Linked DNA regions of Sus scrofa: region 1 is linked to region 2. A link is a contact called in public HiChIP or PLAC-seq data. All regions are on one chromosome and are shown on one strand. The core of a region is the stretch at or near the end of the contact, and the rest is flanking DNA. Distances in the headings are between cores, read along the strand shown. Region 1 overlaps ZNF710 (zinc finger protein 710). Region 2 holds the start of ZNF710 (zinc finger protein 710).

Region 1 (4,818 bases), core at 2,201-4,700, 65 kb after region 2:
TTGCAGGAACTGTAGTTCGGCCCGAGATGAAGCGACAATGAGCGCTCTGGAGCATCTGCGTCCCTGTCCGGGTTGGGATGGCCTCCTGCCCGGCCTCAGGGGATAAGACTTGGGTCCTTCCCCAGGGGCTGTCCTGGTCCTCAGGCCTGGGAGGGGATGATGCTGAGCCCTGGGAAATAGGGCAGCCCTGGGCTTCTGGTGTCACCCGTACAGTCCCCTCCCTTCTCTCCACCTACTTCTTCCCCTCCCCCTCCTCTGCTTTGTTTCTTGGCCTCCACAGCCCCTCTCCCTCTCTCTCTCCCTCTCTCTCTCTCTCTCCCCCTCTCTCTCTCCCCCCTCCCTCCCTCCCTCCCTCTCTCTCTCCCCCCTCTCCCTCTCTGTCTCCCCCTCTCTCCCCCTCTCTCCCCCTCTCTCCCCCTCTCTCCCCTCTCTCCCCCTCTCTCCTCTCTCCTCTCTCCCTCTCTCTCTGTCTTTCCCTCTCTCTCTCCTTCTCTCTCCCTCTCTCCCTCCTTCTCTCTCTCTCTCTGCTGTGTCCTCCCTTCCCCCCACTCCCAGTGCAAGTCTTTAAACTGCAATCCGGCAGCAGTTCTCTTTGCTCCATTTCCCTACCTTGGCTGTTTCCTTTCTCTCCACCCTCGGGACCAAGGGTGTTCTGGTAGGAGGTTGAGCAGCTCCAATGGCCCCTCATCTCCCAGCCCAGGCTGTGCAGAGCTGGGCGTCCCGAGCTCCTCTTGCTCCCGGACATTGTAGAGAGCTTTTGTTTCGAGCCACAGGCGCAAGTGGAGGGAGACAGGCCTTGCCCTGAGAAAGGAGGTGCCCTGAGGGGCCTGGGCACCCAGGTGGGATACAGCCCATGCCAGGATGTAAAACATGGGGGTTGTGGCCTGTGAGAGGGAGGGGGCACCAAAGAAGGCCTATGAGAAGAAGGGGGTGGGGAACCAAAAAGATGGCCCAAGAAGAGGGGAGACACCGGCAGCAGGGTTGCAGTGCCTCCAGCCCTGCCCATGCCTGTGTGATGGGCAGATGAGCATGCAGGTGAAGCACAGGTGAATTCGATTTCCTCTGCCTTTTGCCAAGCCTCTGTCTCAACAAACATAGCCCCTCCTACATAACACACACACACACACACACACACACACACACACACAGCCTGCCTGGAACACTCAGCCCCATGAGCCTCTTAAACGTATATTTACAGGGTCATGTGTGTCTGATCAGGCAAGTGTCCATCCAGGAAAAGAGCGCAGGGGCCTGACTGGCCAGTTGGGCAGATAAGACGGCTTGATGGAGGCTTCTAGGAAGACGTGCTTTCTAAGTGGAGACTCAGAGAGGTGCTCTGGCTGCTCCCGAGGGGGACCCTGGTCCTCAGCGTGGCTGGAGCCTTGGACCACCCAGATAGAAACAGGTAGGGGGCTTCACATTGCAGTTTGCCCAGGGCCCGCCCCTGTCCTCCTTCTGACTCCTGGGAACCTGGGCAGGGGTTGGGGGGCAGGTCAGCAAACTGGCCCCTGAGGAGGCTGGGCTAGGTCGCACAGATGAGAGCTCGGAGCTGCAGGTGGAGCCGGGGGAGCTGGTGCTGACCCAGCTCAGCGCTCACTGCCAGGGCACTCTGGAGCATGACCTGGATGTCTGGGCTGTGGGGTGCGCTGCCTGCTACCTCCACCCCATGCCACCCCCATGGAGTTGTTTAGGATTAAAAGGCTCTCCTGGGACCTGGTGAGCACTCAGCCACCGAGTCTGTGGTCGGTTATTGGCACCTCTGTGTCCCCCTACTTGGGCACGAACTCTTCAGGAACAAGAGCTGTGGGCAGGTCCCCTTTTACACCAGGTGCAGCCCCAAAGTGAAACCTCCCGCAGCTCCCACGGGAGGACGGAGGATGATGCTGGTGGCCAAGGGCAGCTTCAGCCTGCACCTGGGGTCCTGGTGTAAGCCCTAGCAGTGGCCCTTTTCACTCTCAGAAGGTTCCTTCTGTAAGTTACACACTTACCCTCCCTGAGGGAACCAAACCCAGCCTGTGCTCTGGCTCCAGCTTTGTGTGTTTGTTTGTTTGCCTGCTCATTTGCCAACAAAGCCATGTTAAGTGTCTCTTTGCTCCTGTTCCCTGCAGGTGCCAGAAGAGGGGTGGGGCCGGGGACTGGGGCCGGGAGCAAAGCCCAGGGGGTAGGGAACTAACCCTGCCACCGATGTCTTCATCTTTTCTTCATCTCATCTCACTACCCCGGCAGTCAGGCACCACTTCCTCCGCAGAGATGAGGAAACCGAGGCTCAGGATGTGACAGATGTGCCTGAGCTAGAAGAGGACACAGTCCAGATTTGAACTTGGAATCCAGGGCCCAGTCCTGACCAGAGGCTCTGCTGTGGAGGGTCCATCCCTCTGCTCCCCTGGCCCTGCCTTTGGGGAAGTCTAGAAAAAGCGCTGAGCTGCTCATTTTCTCAAACCCACAGCAGACACAAAAAGCTGCCAGGGGCACAGCAGTCTGCTCTGGACACCCTGGGGGCAGGGATCCTCCTCGTCCACCTTTCCCTCTAAGCGCAGGGCCCAACCCATAGCAGGGACTTAGCAAATATTTGAATGAGTTCGCAGTGCCTAGCAGCTGTCGCAGAATCACCCAAACCTTTGCTGAATTTAGGGCCCCAGAATAGAGAAATCTCAGCTCTGTGGTTTTCATCAGAAGAGTAACGGTAACGAACCCAAGTAGTATCCATGAGCCCTCGTTCAGTGGGTTAAGGATCTGGTGTTGTAGGTCGGCAGCTGTAGCTCTGATTCAGCCCCTAGCCTGGGAACTTGCATATGCTTCAGGTGCAGCCCTAAAAAGACAAAAAGAGAAAAGATCCAGAGATCTAGGTGGATAAAAGTGATTCTTTACATTTGGTGAGGGCTTTGTAATTAACTAACCCCCTTCATCTATGTTGCGGCCTCGGCACTCACTACCCTTCCATGGGTAGGTGTTTGCATCTCCATGTGGGGATGGGGAAACTGAGATGCAAAAGTGACTTTGAGGGAACTTTGCTTAGTCACTTGCACATGACAGAGCTGGGACCTGAGGCCACGCTGCCTGACTCCCAGTTGAGTGCTCTTTCCCACGGAGGGTGGGAGGTGAGCTCTGAATCAGGCCCCCCAGTCTGTTCAAGGTGGACGCAGAGGTTTCGTTCTATCAGCCCTCTTCCATGAGAGCCCCGCTTTACGCTTCATCTTTAGTGTCTGTTTCAAGGAGGCTAAATGTCTCTCTGGGGTATTTTATTTTTAGCTGCTTCAGGAAGGGGAAGCTCCTCTGGCCTGTGGGGGGAGGGAGACACCAGGCCCCGGCCGGAGCGCATTTCCTGAGGAAGTGCCGCCGCCGCCGCCGCTGCTGCCGCCGCCAGCGGCCGTGCACCTGACCCTGGCCTGGGAGGAGAGCGGGCGAGGCAGGCAGGCAGGCAGGCAGGCGGGAGCCACCCAGTCCCCCTTCCTTATGGAGCTGGGGGCGGGGTACAATCTGATGAGTATCTGAGGCCCTCCCACATCCGGGCCTGTGGGGAGGGCTGGGAAGCCTGGGGGGCTGGCAGGAGGAGCCAGGGGCGGGGCGGGGCGGGGCGGGGCGGGGGAGTTGGAGCGGTTCCCGTGTGCAAAGGTTGGAGGGCATGGAGGGCTGTGGCGCCGCTGGAGCCCCTAGGAAGGCTGGAAGCCACTGCCCCCGAGGTTTCGACCCTTCAAAAACACCTGTTGAATCTGAGTGCTTGACCATGAACCTGGGAGCCGGTTTTCTCAAACTTATTCTGGTTTGTCACAGAACCAGTCTTCCAAATCAGATCTTACATGGGATTCCAGTGTACAAATCAGACACAAGCTATGCTATCAATGAGTTTAGATACTTAAATGTCTCACATTTAACTAATCAAGAACAATGACCTGTTGTGATAGACACAGTCATTTAGCATAAGGGCTGATGGCAGTACCTGCTCTCTGAGATCGGCCTCGGTACCTAATTTATTTTTGTGTGTTGCCTTGTTTTGGCCCAGTGAAAAAACCCAAATGCTTCCTTCACATGGCCAAGCCATTACAAATGGTGGCTATTGTTTAACACCTACCTCACTGTACAGTCTCAAAGTCTATGCAAAATTAATTACACCTTGGCTGTAAAGCGAGTGGGCCTACTGGATGTGTTGGGACAAAGTATATGTATTCCATTTCAGTAGATGGGTTTTGTAAAAATCAGCTTTTAGGAGTTCCTATTGTGGTTCAGCTGTAACAAACCCAACTAGTATCCATGAGGACACAGGTTTGATCCCTGTCCTCGCTCGGGGTTAAGGCTCCGACAAGCTGCAGTGTAGGTCGCAGATGTGGCTCAGATCTGGTGCTGCTGTGGCTGTGGTGTAGGCTGGCAGCTGCAGTTCCAATTCAACCCCTAAGCACCTGGGAACTTCCATATGCCGCAGGTGCAGCCTTAAAAAAAAAAAAATCAGTTTTTAGAATAGGAGAATCTTAATTTTTTTTGCAATGTTGGATCCAGTTTTTGAGGAACTACTGGAGGACATTTAGAACATAGTTTGAGAACCACTGAAGAAAGCCAACCTCTCTGTTTCAAGGGTGGGAAGACTGAGGCATGCGTGGAGGCAGGGCTTAGCCATGATCCCACAGGGAGATGAAGGAGATGGTCAGATACACAAAGGGTGTCATTGCTCCCCATAATTACAAGTGTCCACTTCTCAAGACAGGGATAGAAAGACATCAGGGACAGACACACCCCAAAATTGGCTGAGCCCTTGCTGAGTGTGTCTGTCTGTTGTCTCTGCAACACTGAGCCGGCAGTGCTAACGATCCCTTCTCCTCTTGCAGC
Region 2 (4,827 bases), core at 22-2,521:
CTGAGTAGTATTCCATTGTGTATATATACCACATCTTCCGAATCCAATCATCTGTCGATGGACATTTAGGTTGTTTCCATGTCCTGGCTATTGTGAATAGTGCTGCAATGAACATGTGGGTGCAACCACATCATTCTTAATTCGTTAAGAATGATGATTCTTTAATTCGTTAAGAATGATGATGTGGATGTTTTCAGACAGGGAAACACATCTGTGACACATTACTGGGTAAAAGTGGTTGCCAGTGCCTACACCACAGCCACTGCAACACCAGATCTGGGCCACATCTGCAACCTATGCCATGGCTTGTGGCAGCACCAGATCCTTAACCCGCTGAACAGGCCAGGGATCGAACCCGCATCCTCACAGAGACAATGTTGGGTCTTTAACCTGCTGAGCCACAATGGGAACTCCTACCTTGCATAGCTTTATTACCATGTGCATTTACATGTAGACATGAAGTGTCCAGAGATATATACCAAAATATAATATCTCTACAGGGTTCTTTTTTTGGGGGGGTGTCACACCAGTGGCATATGGAAGTTCCCAGGCTAGGGGTCCAATTGGAGCTGCATCTTTGACCTACACCACAGCTCACAACAATTCTAGGTCCTTAACCCACTGAGTGAGGCCAGGGATGGAACCCCCATCCTCATGGATACTAGTCGGATTTGATTCCGCTTTACCACAACGGAAATTCCTCTGCAGGGGTTCTTTTCCAGTTTTCCCTAGAATTATCAAATTCTCTCACAACGAACTTGTGTCATAAAGAAACAAGTGTAAAAGCTTTACAATGCAGGACTGGAGCCCCGGCATCTCCCTGGACTTGGGGAGCAATTTGCTGGTGTACAGTCCATCTGCAGACTGCTTGAAGAATGAGGAAATGAAGGAAAGGACTGAGAGGTTTTGAGAGATTTAATTTGGGCTCTGGAGGGGCCAAAAGTCTCTTTCTCCCTCTCTCCTCCCCAGCATGTACCTCCTTGTCTTCTTCTCTCCATTGGGGGCAAATACAACCAAGGGTCTGCTCCTAGGGGCCCTCCAGGATTTTACGAGGCTCCCTCTCTACTGATTTCTATTTGTTCTCAGGCAGGCTACACCTTCACTGATGAAGCCAGACCTTCGTAGTCACAGTCTTCCCAGTCGGGTCCTGTTCCTGAGATGATACCCTTGCCATCTTCATCAGATGTAGGAGTTCCCCAATCCCAGCCAGGGCACTTCTGAAGGAATGCTTCCTGCACGGCCAGCTCATCATGTTTGGGGCATGGTGAGTCACTCTAGTTTCAACCCAGAACATAAATCTCATTTCTATGTTGTAAGAACACTTCCCTGTCACTCCCTGATTTATAGCAATGAATAAAAGCTACCACATATTGAGGCTTGTGTCCCAGACACTGAGCTAGGTACAGGCTCATTTAAGCCTGAAAGAAAACCCTGTGAGGTTAAATGTTTTCATTCTCACTTCACAGATGAGAAAACTTATATTTAGAGAAGTCAAGTTGCCCAGGGATATGCGTCAAGTAAACCTGGGCCCTTCAACATAAGACACTGTCTCTGGCCTTATGTTGACCACAGGTCTTATCCCCATTTTATAAGAAAGGACACCGAGTTTAAGTCATCCTGCAGCTGCTTATCACCCAGGTTCATGACGTCTAGCAAGTGGGAGAGGCTAAAACTTGAACATCTCATTGATACCCAGCCCCCTCCCCCAATTATACCCTGACACACTCCCCTCCCCTACTTGTGCCTTGACACTGACCTAAGTGTCCCCACTCCCCGACTTGTACTCTCCACTGCAGCAAACACTTGCGGCAGCTCCAAGAATCTGTAAAAATGTGTTCTCTTGCCCTGGGGCCTTTGGACAGGCTGTGCCTTCCCCTGCATTTGCCTGGCAAAGGCATCGAGATGTAACCTCCTCCAGGAAGCCATCCCTGACCACCCTAGTCCCAGTACCCTTTTAAGTGCTTTCTTGACTCATCCTGACATATAACATTTGGCATTATGGTGGCCTGTCTTCCTTTTTCTTCCCCTGCCAGTTTGCAAAGCCTAGGTCAAGACCATATGTGTTATGGTTAGGTCTTCAGAGCTCAGCACACAAGCAAGCAGAGTAGGTCCTCAGTATTTGTCACATGAATGCTTGACGATCCCAGCTGTTTTGCTTTATTTGGAGGCTACAGCTTAGGTGCATGAAGCAGGCTATAAGACAGAAATGTGGCTTCTTGTGTACCCCCATCAAGAGGGCACAGTAGGGGATGCTCTGTGTACTCAGTGCACTGACACAAAAACCGTGGTGTCCTTCTTGCTAAAGCAAAGTCCCAGGCTACTGTTTTCTCACTCCCGGTCAGAAACAAATCATGTTCTGAGTGACTGGAGTCATCGCTCAACACCAGGAGCTGGTTTAGGGTAGGGTGAGGGGCAGTGGCCTTGGGGCTCCAGTCTCTAAAGGCCGAGGCCGGCGGGCTGGGGGGAGGGGTGAAGCGCGGCAGGTCCTGTCCCTGGGAGGCTGCAGTCACTGGGGGAGAGACAATGGGGCTCAGCATCTGCTCTTCGCTGGGAGAAGGGACCCTCCAGTGAAAAGCCAGGGAGAGCAGGGAAGTGTGGGAGGAATTGATGAGAAGGGGTGGAGCCAAGGAGACGCAGCCGGGAGGAAGGAAGAGAAGGGGAAGGAAGAGAGAAGGGAGGGGAGAGGATCCAGGCTTTTCCTTCCTTTCGATGACCTGGTCCTGAGCTACAGCCTTCTCTGGCATTGTTTCCTGCGGAAACTCTTGGGGCCCGCGAAGACTCACGTTTCTCCCCAAGCCCTGGCCACAGCCTAAGTCCAAGGGCCAGGCATCCAGCAGGTGCTCAATTCTTACTTGGGAAAATGAGATATGTGGCCAACTTTGCTCTGGGAACTTTTCCCCTGTCTTCTCCCCATTTCTCTGCAGAAGCAGAAGGCAGAGCAGGTCTTGGGAACACGCCCAGGCGCCCCAAGAAGAATTGGCCCTTCTTGGCGGCTCTGCCGAGCCCTGTCCGACGACTTGGAGTGAAGAAGCGGCTGGGAGTGGCGGGCTTCCAGGAGGTTGGAAGCCGAGGGTCCGGCCAGCCCAGGAGCCAGGAGGGAGGCCAGGCTGTGCCAAGCCCCGCGGCCCTGCAAGGAGGCAGAGGGAGCCCGACCCCAGCGCTGCCAACGGCCACGCCTCGGCGCCCCCCAGCAGTGCGCCTGGGGGCCGAGGCTCAGGCCCTGGTATTGGAGAGCCCACGAGGAGCCGATCCCAGCGGCTCCTCCGAGCCCCGGCCCCACCCGGGCCCTGGCGCTCGCAGCCCGCACCGCTCCCTCGAGTCTGGACGTCCAGGGCTCTGCAAACAGCTGTTTAAAGGCTTTTTACAGTTCAGTGCTCTGCGGGGATGTTTGTTCCAAGCCCATCTGCCTACTTTAAAAATATATAAGTAAAGAACACACCCAGCCTTCCACCTCTGGCTAGGGAGGGGCGGGCACGGCGGCCCCCGCCCGCACTTCGGTTGGAGCCGGCACCTAGCACCCAGTTCGCCCACCCCCACCAGGCTTCCCACGGGGTGGGGGTGGGGGGTCCCCCGGCTCTTTTGTGCCGGCCCGGGCCCCCCATTTCCATGCGAGGTTCTGACGCTCCCCCGCTTCAGTTAATCTTTGTTCCCCTTTTCTGCTGAGAGGAGAAAAAAAAAAAAAGAGAGAGAGAGAAAGAAAAGGAGGAAAAAAGGCGTGACTTGATTTTCAAACGAAACTCCCACAGCAAACAAAACCCTTTTAGAGAAATAAGAAAGGAGGAAGAAGGAAGAAAAGAGGGAAGAAAAAAAAAAAAGGAAAGAGAAAACCCTCCAGGCTTTCAATTTGAGTGGGAGAGTTGAACCGAAAGAAAGAGAAAGAAAGGAAGAAAAATCCTCTCTGCGGTAGAAAGAGAAAAGAAAACTTGGGCTGACAGGAGGGGGTGGGGGGTGGAAGGAAGTGAGAACACAAAAGAGAGATAAAAGGGCTGCTTTTCTGTCTCTCTTCCTCCGCGAGCCGGGTTAGGAGGAGCTGTTTTGCATCCCTTCACGTCAGCCCTGCCTCATTCCCTTCTTCCAGGGAGGGAGAGCGAGCGAGCGGGAGAGAGAGGGAGAGAGAGAGAGAGGAGAGGGAGAGAGAGGGGGGAGAGAGAGAGAAAGAGGAGCCGGAGGGAGGGCGGCAGGAGCCGGCGGCGGGCGCGCGTGGAGGCGGCGGCGGGCGCGCAGCAGCAGCCCGGGCGGTGGGCAGCCAAGGAGCCCCCGGCCCCGGCCCGTCTCGGGCCCCAGCGCAGAAGCCGCGCCCGGACCCAGGGTGAGTGTCCCGCGCGGCCCAGGCCACGGGCTCCGCAGCCCCCGGGGGCCGTGCGCGGGCGGGGGACCCGGGGGGCGCGGGGTGGGTCGTGCGGCCGCGGCCGCCCCGCCCCCCGCCTCTCCCCGGGGACGCCGCGCGCAGGCCCGCGCCGCGCTGCAAACATGTCGTCTTTCCTTTCACTTCCACGTTCCCTCATGCCGGAAAGCTGGAGGGAGAGAGGGAGAGCGGGGGAAAGAGGGAGAGATGGCGTCCGGGGTGGGGGGGAGGAGAGGGGGAGGGGGAGCGAGCGAAAGAGGGCGAGAGCGAGGAGAGCGCGCGAAGGAGAGAGAGAGAGAGAGAGAGAGGGAGAGAGAGAAGCTGAAATGAAAGGAAAGCGCGGCGGCGGCGGGGCGCGAGGCCCGGAGGCGGCCGCGGCTCGCGGGCCCGCACGTGGGTGTCCCGGCGCCCGGCGCCTCGCCCCCCCCGCCGCCCGCCGGCCCGGGACTCAAAGTTTCACCCCTTTGCCGCGCCGCCCCGCC

What was found. HiChIP or PLAC-seq counts read pairs in DNA pulled down with a chosen protein or histone mark.
Region 1: an H3K27ac HiChIP or PLAC-seq map of alveolar macrophages shows a contact between it and region 2, with 3 times the contacts expected there. The contact joins the enhancer-like site here to the promoter of ZNF710 in region 2. A contact is called at or near these places in 1 of 5 promoter capture datasets (liver), 15 of 47 Hi-C or Micro-C datasets (alveolar macrophages, blood, fetal heart ventricle and 6 more) and 2 of 2 datasets of contacts at active chromatin or transcription factors (alveolar macrophages and skeletal muscle).

What each region holds. Positions count from the first base shown.
Region 1 is chr7:55,633,956-55,638,773 of Sscrofa11.1, forward strand. ZNF710 (zinc finger protein 710) reads left to right here. Exons shown (of 5, transcript XM_021098970.1): 2 at 4,818. Among named protein-coding and RNA genes, the nearest start is that of IDH2, 39 kb to the right of the region's middle. Within about 2 kb of position 3,451, at least 52 of the 83 cell types and tissues checked have an H3K27ac peak or open chromatin away from gene starts, as enhancers often do. A contact at or near this core is called in alveolar macrophages, liver, retroperitoneal adipose tissue and 2 more, where this site is marked.
Region 2 is chr7:55,571,177-55,576,003 of Sscrofa11.1, forward strand. ZNF710 (zinc finger protein 710) reads left to right here and starts at 1,272. Exons shown (of 5, transcript XM_021098970.1): 1 at 1,272-4,309.